3 separate regions of the Hordeum vulgare genome follow, and regions 1 and 3 are each linked to region 2. The links are chromatin contacts, called in public Hi-C maps. All regions are on one chromosome and are shown on one strand. The core of a region is the stretch at or near the end of the contact, and the rest is flanking DNA. Distances in the headings are between cores, read along the strand shown.

The links. Hi-C and Micro-C count contacts between places; a contact is called where the count stands out from the background.
Region 1: a Hi-C map of seedling shows a contact between it and region 2, with 5 times the contacts expected there. The contact joins the promoter of LOC123401572 here to the promoter of LOC123402108 in region 2. A contact is called at or near these places in 1 of 6 Hi-C or Micro-C datasets (seedling) and 1 of 1 datasets of contacts at active chromatin or transcription factors (embryo).
Region 3: a contact with region 2 is called in a Hi-C map of leaf, with 2.0 times the contacts expected there. The contact joins the promoter of LOC123403487 here to the promoter of LOC123402108 in region 2. A contact is called at or near these places in 2 of 6 Hi-C or Micro-C datasets (leaf and seedling) and 1 of 1 datasets of contacts at active chromatin or transcription factors (embryo).

Annotation. Positions count from the first base shown.
Region 1 is chr6H:349,188,089-349,191,423 of MorexV3_pseudomolecules_assembly, forward strand. LOC123401572 reads left to right here and starts at 1,583. Exons shown (of 6, transcript XM_045095398.1): 1 at 1,583-1,826. The coding sequence starts at 1,774.
Region 2 is chr6H:349,524,110-349,527,578 of MorexV3_pseudomolecules_assembly, forward strand. LOC123402108 (bidirectional sugar transporter SWEET4) reads right to left here and starts at 2,100. Exons shown (of 5, transcript XM_045095988.1): 1 at 1,894-2,100; 2 at 1,525-1,561; 3 at 894-1,272; 4 at 1-44. The coding sequence starts at 1,936.
Region 3 is chr6H:349,042,637-349,046,193 of MorexV3_pseudomolecules_assembly, forward strand. LOC123403487 (outer envelope pore protein 37, chloroplastic) reads right to left here and starts at 2,121. Exons shown (of 6, transcript XM_045097421.1): 1 at 1,541-2,121; 2 at 1,214-1,303; 3 at 405-575; 4 at 229-323. The coding sequence starts at 2,029.

The DNA.
Region 1 (3,335 bases), core at 333-2,832, 340 kb before region 2:
AGCACACACATTCCCCTTCTTCTTCTTCTTCATGGCTCCTCGCCCGACCCCGGTTGCCGTTACCCTCATATGGAGGAGGAAAATGGGGCCTGTTCCGGGGCGGTTGGTACAACCGATTTGGTGATGTCGGTGGCTGCTGCGGGCGATGGGAGGGAACCATCGAGTGGGAGGGTCGAACTTAGGAGGGGTTGCGCTCGCACTATCGCGCGCGTGACGGGATGGGAGGACTTTGCTCACAATCAATAAACACAAGTTTTAAATTTTGTTAGAGTAACTAGCAAAAGGGCCCGTGCGTTGCAACGGGAGAAAAAAATACCACATGCTTTTAATATTTTTATAATCATTTTGATTTATTAAAATAATAAGCTAACTAACTAATGTAGTCAGTCCTATCCTATTTTGTTGAGAAATCAACCCATCCATTGTTAATTCCACATGATGAGAAATTGAGCGGGGCAAGCAAAGCAAAACAAAGAGGCTACGTGAATTGATCAATGGACTGTTATCTTATTTCACTCATGGGGTAGAGAATGTGGGATCAGATGACAAACTGAAGGTCGTGTTCCATTCTCTATCTCTACAACAATACAATCTTACATTCAATACATTCATTCATCAACAAATAAATCCCCACAAAACAAAATTTCTTGCCGGTGCTTGGCAGACGGTTGGAGGCATGGAGAGGGGATCTCACCGGATGATGAGTTTCTGCCGGAGGAGGGGATACAATGAGGGGAGCAAGGGTTAGGCGCCTCTATCTGGCCATAAGGAGTCGCCGTTGCCGCGCCATAACCTCGGAGTTCCCCTGTGAGCCATGGAGGCCCGCCTCCACCTGCAAGTACTTCGCTCCGCCTCGCCGCCGCCGTTCTGCATCGAGCAGACGCATCATCCCCAGTCACTGTAGTTGTCGCGTAGATTTGATCCAGAAACTGTCCTCGAGCGTCGAAATGGGGGCAACAAGCGGGCAGAGGTACGACCGCGGAGGCGGGTGGGTTGAGATCGACAACAGTGGTGGTTGAGGTCGGCCGCGGCGGCGAGTGGTGTGGCAGCGGCCTGGGCACACGCCAGGGTGGACCAGGGTCGACGCGATGCGCTCGAGCGGCACAACGGGGGCAGTGAGCGGGGAGAGGTACGGCCGCGGAGGCGGGTGGGTTGAGATCGGCAGCGGTGGCGGTTGAGGTCGGCCGCGACGACGAGTGGTGTGGCGGCGGCCTGGGCACAGGCCAGGGTGGCCTAGGGTCGACGGGAGGAGGCGATGCGTACGGGTATAATTTTTGCTTACAGTTTTTTTAATAAAAATGCAGCGGTGAGTTTTCCGACGGAAGCAATTGCCTCTTTATTATTAGGTAGGTATAGGTATATAGATGTCTCTTTGGGTATTTTCACCTCACAAACCTTGGATCTTTTGTCCCTCAAGAAAAGAAAACTTTGGATATTTTGTTTTGGACTTATTTACAATAGTGTCACGGCGCAATTCTAAGGTCCCACTCGTTAGTGACCAGTTTCCCGGAATCGAGACATTACCGCGGAAAGCACTCCCGCTTTCCCCACCCACACCCACACCCCCGGCCCGGGCCCCCCATCTTCGCCCCTTTGTTCCTCCCTCTTTTGCATCTCTCGTCAGGGTAGGGCAGGGCAGGGCACGGAGACGGAGGGTGGAAGAAAGAGGGCGGCAGCCGGGCTGGGCAGGAGGAGGAAGGAAGCAACCCCATCCACCGCCCGCTCCTTCTTCCTCCCTCCCCCTCCGCGCCTCCCAGGGCCCGAGCTGCTGCCATGGCGGATACCAACCCGGACAGCATCAAGAGATACACGCCTCCCGTGCACAGGTCAACACCTCCCGCATTCGCCTTTCTTTCCATTCCACGAGGCTCCTGCAGCTTCTTGCCATTTTTCGATTCGGGCCGCGCTTACCCAGAATCGCATTCGGAGTGTGGGATTGGACCTCGGCCTGGTTGAATCTCTTGCGAGATGAGGTGGCCTCTTGTGATCTGGGGCACCTCTGGCGCGGAGGCTGGGAGCTGCCTGCCTTGGATTCGGCCATTTCCTGGGATTTTGGTACCGGTATGCTCTGGAGCATTCATGTGGTGGTTTCGGTGGGATTAGCTGGAAGGCTGACGGTGTGACGTTCTCATGCCCTTCTTAGATTTATCTGCTGCGTTGCTTTTCTATAGCTGCTTAATGCGTGTGATTTTAGGTGGCGCCTGAGAACATGTAACCTATGATTGTTGTCACCGAATCGCCATACTACATAGCTTGCTTTTTCTTCTTTCGCTATCCTATTTTGGAGATGGACGCTGGCTTTCTGCTAGCTCATAGAGGGCATAATGAAAGAGGTTTTCGACAGAAAGAGGTTTTCGACACACATATCTTCATCACTAGTACGCTACCATTGTTGGTCTCGGGCTGGTCTTTTGGCATGCTGATTTAGCTTATCAGTGAATATGGAAAAAGGACATGCTTGAAAGCTAACTTTTTGCCTAAAGGGAATTTGTTTAGCTTTGGTCAAGCATCATGGTTTCATTCCGAGATGAAGGGTGACTCTAGTGTGGATTATCAAGTTAAAGCAACCTGGCTCAGCCACTCTTTACCCATGCAGTCGTCCAGCTTGGATAAAGTTGATGATTAGTTCAAAATAGTGTATATAATTGGCTTGAAGGCCTCTTGTCTATATTATCTGGTTCTGCATTTTTTTAGAAAAGGAGGTTAAGACCCCCCGGCCTCTGCATCAATCGATGCATACAACCATCTTTATTACTTATTCAACAAAGGTCTGACAAGAACATACATCAAGCCACCCGAAGCCCCCACTCACACCTACAAAAGCGATAATGTGGAGTGCTCTCACTCCCCATATCTAAAACCGGTGTCGTCGCCGATCCATTCACATAACGTATCGGAACTAACAGCCGGCGTAGCAGACCTAAAGCGTATACCACATGCACACGTTTTAGAAGCCGCCATCATCATCGAACTGCTGACCCATCTTCAGGAGAGAAATCCGCATCATCCTTGTCAGTCCGGCCATCCGTCAACGCCACCACGGCGCCCAACGGCGCCACCTCCCCGCGCTCGTCCATCCAGATGCGAAGACTCTATAAGATCTGTCGTGCGTAGCACCTGCCGAACAGGCATGACAAAGCGTAGCACCTGTTGGCCAGGCATGACCTGACATCACCACCGAAGCTCCGTGCAGGACGAAGACGCTCCACCTCCTGCCTGTGTCTTCCAGCACTGCTCCACAAACGATGCTTCCTAGAGAGGAACGACACCGCAATGTCGCCATCATCCGATCTGGAAAACCAGATCCTAAGGTTTCCCCTCGAGCAGCACGAGTG
Region 2 (3,469 bases), core at 850-3,349:
AACAGGGGCATGTACTCCACGCTCTTGGTCTGGATCACCATTTTCTGAAACAGAAAAAAAAAATCAACATGATGATGGTGAACAATACATACAAAAGGAAATCCATCCATTTTACAGCCAATTTGTTTGTTTGTGATCATGTGATGTACAATTCATCCAAAGGACAGGCAGTGAAACGGAAACAACTTCCTTCTACACGTATGTATTAACCAGATTAGGAAGCACAAAAACTAGCAAGGAAACGACAGCATGGGAGATGAGACAACTTTAGTTTTGCTTGGGATGGGGGGACTAAAAGAGCCCTGAACAATTTTAACGAAAAGTGCAGCGGGTACAAGTTGTTAATTACAGTTGAATCCAAAAGTAAAATGATGAACAAAAAGAGCATGAGTTTTTTATTTTTTGATAGCAAAAGAACATGAGTTTTTATTTTCTTCTTTGATAGAAGAAGAACAGGAGTTGATTTGACGCCATGGAATGGAAACACTGCACGTACGTGATATATAAAAAAAATTCTTCAGAAAAGAATATTTGCGCCGTTCAAAGTAGTAGCGAGATAGCCGAAAAGAATACAGCTACTAGTGTACTGTACTAGATAGAGAGAAACGACAGGATTACGCATGCGTGTACTCGCGTATTCTATTCTCCACCCAGAACCAAGAGCAGACGTTGGTCAATCAAATTACTATAGACTAATCCAGCGTTCTTTTCCTATGGTTATTCTCATTCGAACAGCAGTTAATTAATCATCTCCTCGCCTGATCTTCTGACGCCGACAATCACCCACTGGACTAAGATCAATCAATAAAATACCACCACCAAATCTCACTCCAATACTGTACTACTAGTTTGTACTTTGTAGGTGAGACCGTGGGAGTGATGGCGACGCGTACCATGACGGAGAGCGGCGCGGCGTACATGCCGGTGCCGAAGAGGACGCAGAGGATGCCGACGACCATGGACCTGCGGTCGTGGGTGTGGGCGAGGGAGAGGACGAGCGCGGCGACCCCGCCGACGAAGGCGACCTCGGCGACCAGCAGGATAAGGACTCGGCGGCGGGCGGCGCCGACGGAGTAGGTGAGGAAGAGCGCGATGTAGGCGAGCTCGATGACCATGCCGGTGCCGTTGATGGTGATGACGAGCATGCTGTGCGGGTGCACCAGCGGGAGCCCGTAGAGCACCCACATCATGCAGTTGAGCAGCGTCGCGAGGTACGGCACCGCCGAGTACTGCTCCACCGTCTTCTTCTTCCAGATTCGGTAGAACGTCGGCCTGGAATTCGCAGTTGGCAAGTGTTTTCACTGGTCAGGTTTTTCATTCGAACAGAAGAGATACCTAAACTGTTTCGATCAGAAAAAAGGGGTACTACAAAATCATTGCGGCGCAGATCTCCGCATTCTCACGGATTTGCATCATGTAATTCTCGCTCCTTGCTCAGCACAATTAATTCCGGAATCCATTTTATCCGGCGAATTAAATGAAGATACACTTATTTAAGAGCATGTAGTTTTAGGCGGTGCTTACACTGGGGATAGAAAGAGCACCAAGGCGGTTCCATTGCCTGCAAGAGAGACACACACAACAAACCCCAAAACAGCAACGTCAGAAGTAGATCTCGGACGATGAACAAGCACGAAGGAGGAAACTGCCGAACAAATCACGATTCGGGATGCTCGCTTGCACTAGAAGGGAGCAAAAGTCCGTGAAGAGGACACGCGCAAAGCGGCGAGAAACAAAAAGAGCATCAGGGGGAGGCAAGGCAACAGCGCCACCCCGTACGACCCCGTGCGGTACCATCCACCACATGATTTTCGCTGCAGTGCAGGAGCACATGCGTATGCAGCAGAGAGTCGGGGAGAGCGTGGAGCGACGGGGACGGACGGACGCACGCACCTATGACGCCGATGACCGTGCGGATAGCGTCGGGCGACACCATGGCGGCTTCCGGCGAGAGGTTAACCGCACCAAGGAACTGATCTAGAAGAGCGTCTCGGATGTGGATTTCTGGAAGGGAGGAGGAGGGGGAGGGGGGGGGGGGCAGGGAAGGATGCAAGTACAGCGGACCCTCTCTCTCTGTCCCTCTGCGGTGCGTTTGATGAGTGAATGATCTCAAGAAAACACCAAACGGGGTCCTTAAATAGAGCGGGGGCTGCTGACCCGTGGGCCCCGCAGCGGCGTCCCCGTCTCTATCTCTATCCGCCGCGCTCTCTCTCATGCACACCGCGGCGGCCTTTTGCATACGCCTCTTTCTATCTCTCTCTCTCTATCTCTCTCTGCGCGTTTCTCTCTCTATAACAACCCCGATGTGCGGTGGCCCAGCAGCCAGCCGTGTGGGCTGGTCGTACTACTTTTTCTTTCCACAGGATTTTTAGAAATGCTGGGTTGCTCATTTCGACTTTGGTAGATATTCGCATTCTTGGTCCCGGAGCAACCCAAGCTACCCCCGCTGGGCATCAATAGTCTTTGGTTCCCTCTGCCCATTTTGGCGCTGTGTATTTTGGTTGAGATGATATAGGGACACTAAATCATGTTAAGTTTTGGTTGTCTGCCCGCATTGCATCACGAGGTCGTTTCGTACATGGTGTTTGGTTGGCATCATTTGAGAGTGTGAGGATGCAGTTACATATGATGTCTGGTTGCTTCTGGCCTAATGTTATGGTCACCCCTTCCTATGAGTGATGATTTTGCGTAATACATAGATATGTAGTACTTCCGGGAAGTGGAGTTTTTGAGCTCGACCTCATTTGAACCTGATGAACAGTAAAATTCGGAAAAATTCATGACTAATTCAACCAATTCAGAATTTTTTTGGTACACACATTGACCAAAAAATTACGCGCTCCCAACATTTCATATTAAAATCACATTCGTGGAAATCGTGGCAAAAGAATCGATACTCCAAATGTGTTATTTTCAAAAGCATTTTAGGGTGTTGATTTTGTTTTTTTGCACGACATCCACAAATGTCTTTTCAAGATGATGTTTTGTGAGCATAGAAAACTTTTGTCAATTTTTGCATTAAAAAATCAGAATATTTTGAATGATTTTTCATTTTTTTAATTCTACTGTTCATCCCGAGCTCAAATAAGCTTGGAAGCAAAAGAAGACTTTCCGTACTCCCCCTGTTTCTTTATGTATGTCTATTATTTTCAACACGGTGACCAAGGCATATAATTATAGAAGTCCTATGATAAAATTACCCTTGGTAAATTTGTTGGTTTATGGCAAGTAAATCACTGAGTTCATAAAAGTAAGAGATACATGCAATCGAGCGAGAGATAGCTTTCCTTTTTTGATACAAAGAGAGATACACGCAATCAGGAGATAGATACTTTTTATTTTTTTATTTTTTAGAGTGCTAAAAAGGAAATCACGAGGATTTAGAATACATGCACCTTACATTATAAAATTTTATCAAAAAATAAATACACTTTTTATATAAAGGAACTGAGCAAGTAGTACATAGATA
Region 3 (3,557 bases), core at 871-3,370, 480 kb before region 2:
GAGCTCCTGAAGGTAGGATTATGAACATGCTTGGTAATTGCAGAATCTTGATGGATGTTGCACACAGAATTACATAAGAGCCGTGGAGAACTCAATTTACACATGTATTATTAAGAGAAACTTGGTGGATTCAAGACTAGACACATTAATACTGTGGAGATTTTGGGAGAAGAAATGGCCGGTGGATACATATGTTAATGAGCAGAGCAACAAAGATAGTATGCTGACCTTAACTTATCAGAAGAACCAAAACGCCTTTTGAAGTCTAGGGATACTGCATTCGAAGGCAAGGAGACGCTGGGAACTAAAGTTAATTCATTGTCCTGCCATAGAAAATCGACAAAACAAATCAGATAAACAGAAGGTCTGAAAACCGAACAAATACAACATTAGACATAAGTCACCTTATAGCAATATCTTAGATTCAAATCATTTTCATTGTATTGAGCAGTAAGAATGCCGTCTAAAAAATCCGTTTTCGCAATCCCATAGACTGACAACATTTTTTGGTCTTCTTCATTTGTCCTCTCTTCCACTGAAACTTGACCAATTGGAAAGTGCAGTGTTGCTCTTGGCTGCACAGGTATCAGGGTTAACTAAACATTTGACAGAGTTTCATTACAAATTCTAGGAAATATGCATGGATTCTTGTTGCTAAGAACATATGTCTACAGTTCACAAACATCTTTCAGCATTAGGACACATGGTCTACTGAATATAAACAACAAATATAGAAATGAAACATATGGCACATGATTTCATATAAAACCTTTAAAAACAGTATACGACAGCTTAGTGCTTTCAACACAATAGCTAATGTTTAAAGTCTGAAATAGCACCTAAAGGAGCTACGATCTGGATATAGGTGGCCTCAAATATCGTGCAGACTCTACTGCATACAGGAGTAAAACAACAGAGTACAGTTGTAAGCTGTAAGTTACTAAACAACATGGACTTTCCGACCAACTTTTGCAAACATTTTAAGAGTATTCAATCTTTTCAATATAATAGCAAATTACACTCCTTCATCTCAAGTGGCATAAATAATTTCCGAGTAATAAAGGAGTGACGACTATAATACGTTTTGTGCTAACAATGATCAAATTTGTATTTTAAGGTAGAAAATGAACCTTGTTGGGATTCCTCAACACCACAATACATTTATTCTAATCAATGAAACATAGAAAAAGGAGACATGAATGTATGTACTCACCAAACCATTGTAAGGCACCAAAGATGATATCTCGAGTCTATAAGACGGGTCACCCAACCTAGTTATTACTGAAACTTCTCCTTCTTGCTCCTGAGAATAAAACAGGATGCCATTATAGAAAGAAAGAAAGAAGTATGTAGGTACCAGTAGCAGAACAAACTCAGGAGACTAAAGGTGTGAAACTTTATCAGTGAGTGAAAAGAATATATAAATAGACTTTCCATCGACAAAAGCGACAAAAACGAACACATAAACACACAGACATCACATGTCCTTCAACGCGAATTGAGTGACAAACCAACGTTGACATGGAGATGCAATTGGAACCTTGACATCGTGCGAGGCGCGAAGCTGGACGGCGCCACCGGGGAGCGAAGCGTTACCACGGAGCAGCGCGTTGCGGCCCTCGACGTCATACATCGCGGAGAAGTGCTTGGTAACGAACGACAGCACCGGCGCCCCGAAGAGCTGCCGCGGGTCCTCTCCGTGGCCCTGCTGGTCGCTCTGGAATGACAGCCGCAGCTTGGCGAGACCCCCCGCGAGCTTGCAGGACACCTTGTGCGCAAACAAGGCCTCCTCGCTGTCGTACTCCGTGGTCACCCGCAGCCCCGGCCTCCTGTACCGCTGCGCTGGAGCCACCACCGTCGGCTCCGGGGGCGGGGGTGGTGGGGGAGGCGGAGGAGGGGGCGGCGGGGGAGGGGAAGGGGGCGGGCAGAGGAAGGTGAGGGGGCAGCGGAGCCATGGAGGCAGATTGAAAGGGTTAGGGTTCTTGGGGGTGGACGGGGAGGAGGAAGTGGTGGCGGTGGCGGCGGCCATGGGCGGAGGAAGCGAGGGAAGCGGCGGGGTGAGCGGTGTGAAGAATCGAATGGAGGAAGAGGGAAGTGGGAAACTTGTGGGGCCTGGGGTGCGGACTGCGGGACTGCGGAGGGCTTGGGACTTGAGAATGGGAATGAGTTAAATGCATTGGCGGTCCTATTCTTTTTCAGAAGTCTTATTTGGGTCCTAATTTTTTGTTATTTGGAATTGATATTTTTTCTTAAAATTCAGCTTTGCTTTAAAAAAGGCAAGTCAAACGGGGTAGCTTCACGATATGTCACTCCATAAAAAAATAGAATTTGAGATAGAACTTCAAAGTTTTTATGAAGCTCCTTAGAGGATGCTTTAAAAAACTCTAGAAGCTGGAGTTGGGGGGAAATTACCCACCACTGCCACGAGTAAGTGGATACCTCTTCATTTCTTTTCCCTCAACCAATCAAATAGATTCTTTCCACCAGATTTTCTATTTTTGAAGTTGAAGCTAGATGGAAGCCAAACATTCTCTTAATAGTGTTATAACTTCTGTATGAAACTGCTTCAAAGTGAATTTGATGAAGTGAAGCTGGTTTTGATGAATTGAAACAGTCCCAAACAGGCCCTTAGTTCTAATTGTTTCTAAAGTTGTTCACTCCAGGTCCTAAACTCGTCTCCAGCGACTTTGGTCAGCGCTGACCAGCGCCACATCGACAGTGGGCCCGAGGAGGCAACCCGGCTGGACGTGCAAGTTTGCAAATGCCCCCACCCCTTTCCTTGTCCTCATTTCTTGGTCCTCGGTTCCATCCCAATCCTCTCTCGCATTTCTGACGGCGGCCGGCGGCGGAGGCGTTGCTACGGCGACCAGGGGCATTGATCGGGGGCGCTAGTCGGGAGGCGGCGTCCGCTAGGATGGCGCCAGAGCTGCGGCGACCCGGCGATCCTCCTCCGCGGTATGGTAAGGATCCCTAACCCTAATCTTCTCCGTTCTTGTTTGTTCTTCTCCGTTCTTGTCTGTTCTTCTTCGTTTTGCTCTGTATGCATCTATTTTTTTATTCTTCAATTCATGATTAGCTACTATTATTTTTCTAAACGACGGTAGATTTTGACTATCATATTTTACTTAGGACCACTTGAGGAGGTTTTCATCGTAGAGATCAACTATGGGGGCTTTTTTACGAATTTGGCGCGTCAAAGACGTATGTTGATGGGAAAGTTGCTCGAATTGATGTGTGCGAAGCAGACACTTGGTCTCCTTTGTGGCTCACCGATTTATATGAGTCGGCTAGGTTATGCTGCTCCAGGAAATTACAACTTGTATTGCTTGCTCCCTACAATGAACCTAGATGCAGGACTTCAGATAGTGGACTGCGACATTGATACATTGAGCATGATTGTTGTTGTTCCCAAGTTCCAGTATTTTCAGATGTATGTTGACCACAAAGATACGTCATTTGGCAATATATTTGATGATATTAACATTGCCAATGTAGCTGGCAGTAGCATTCTAGCTGGCAGTAGCAATGCAGCTGGCAGTAGCAATGCACCACCAATG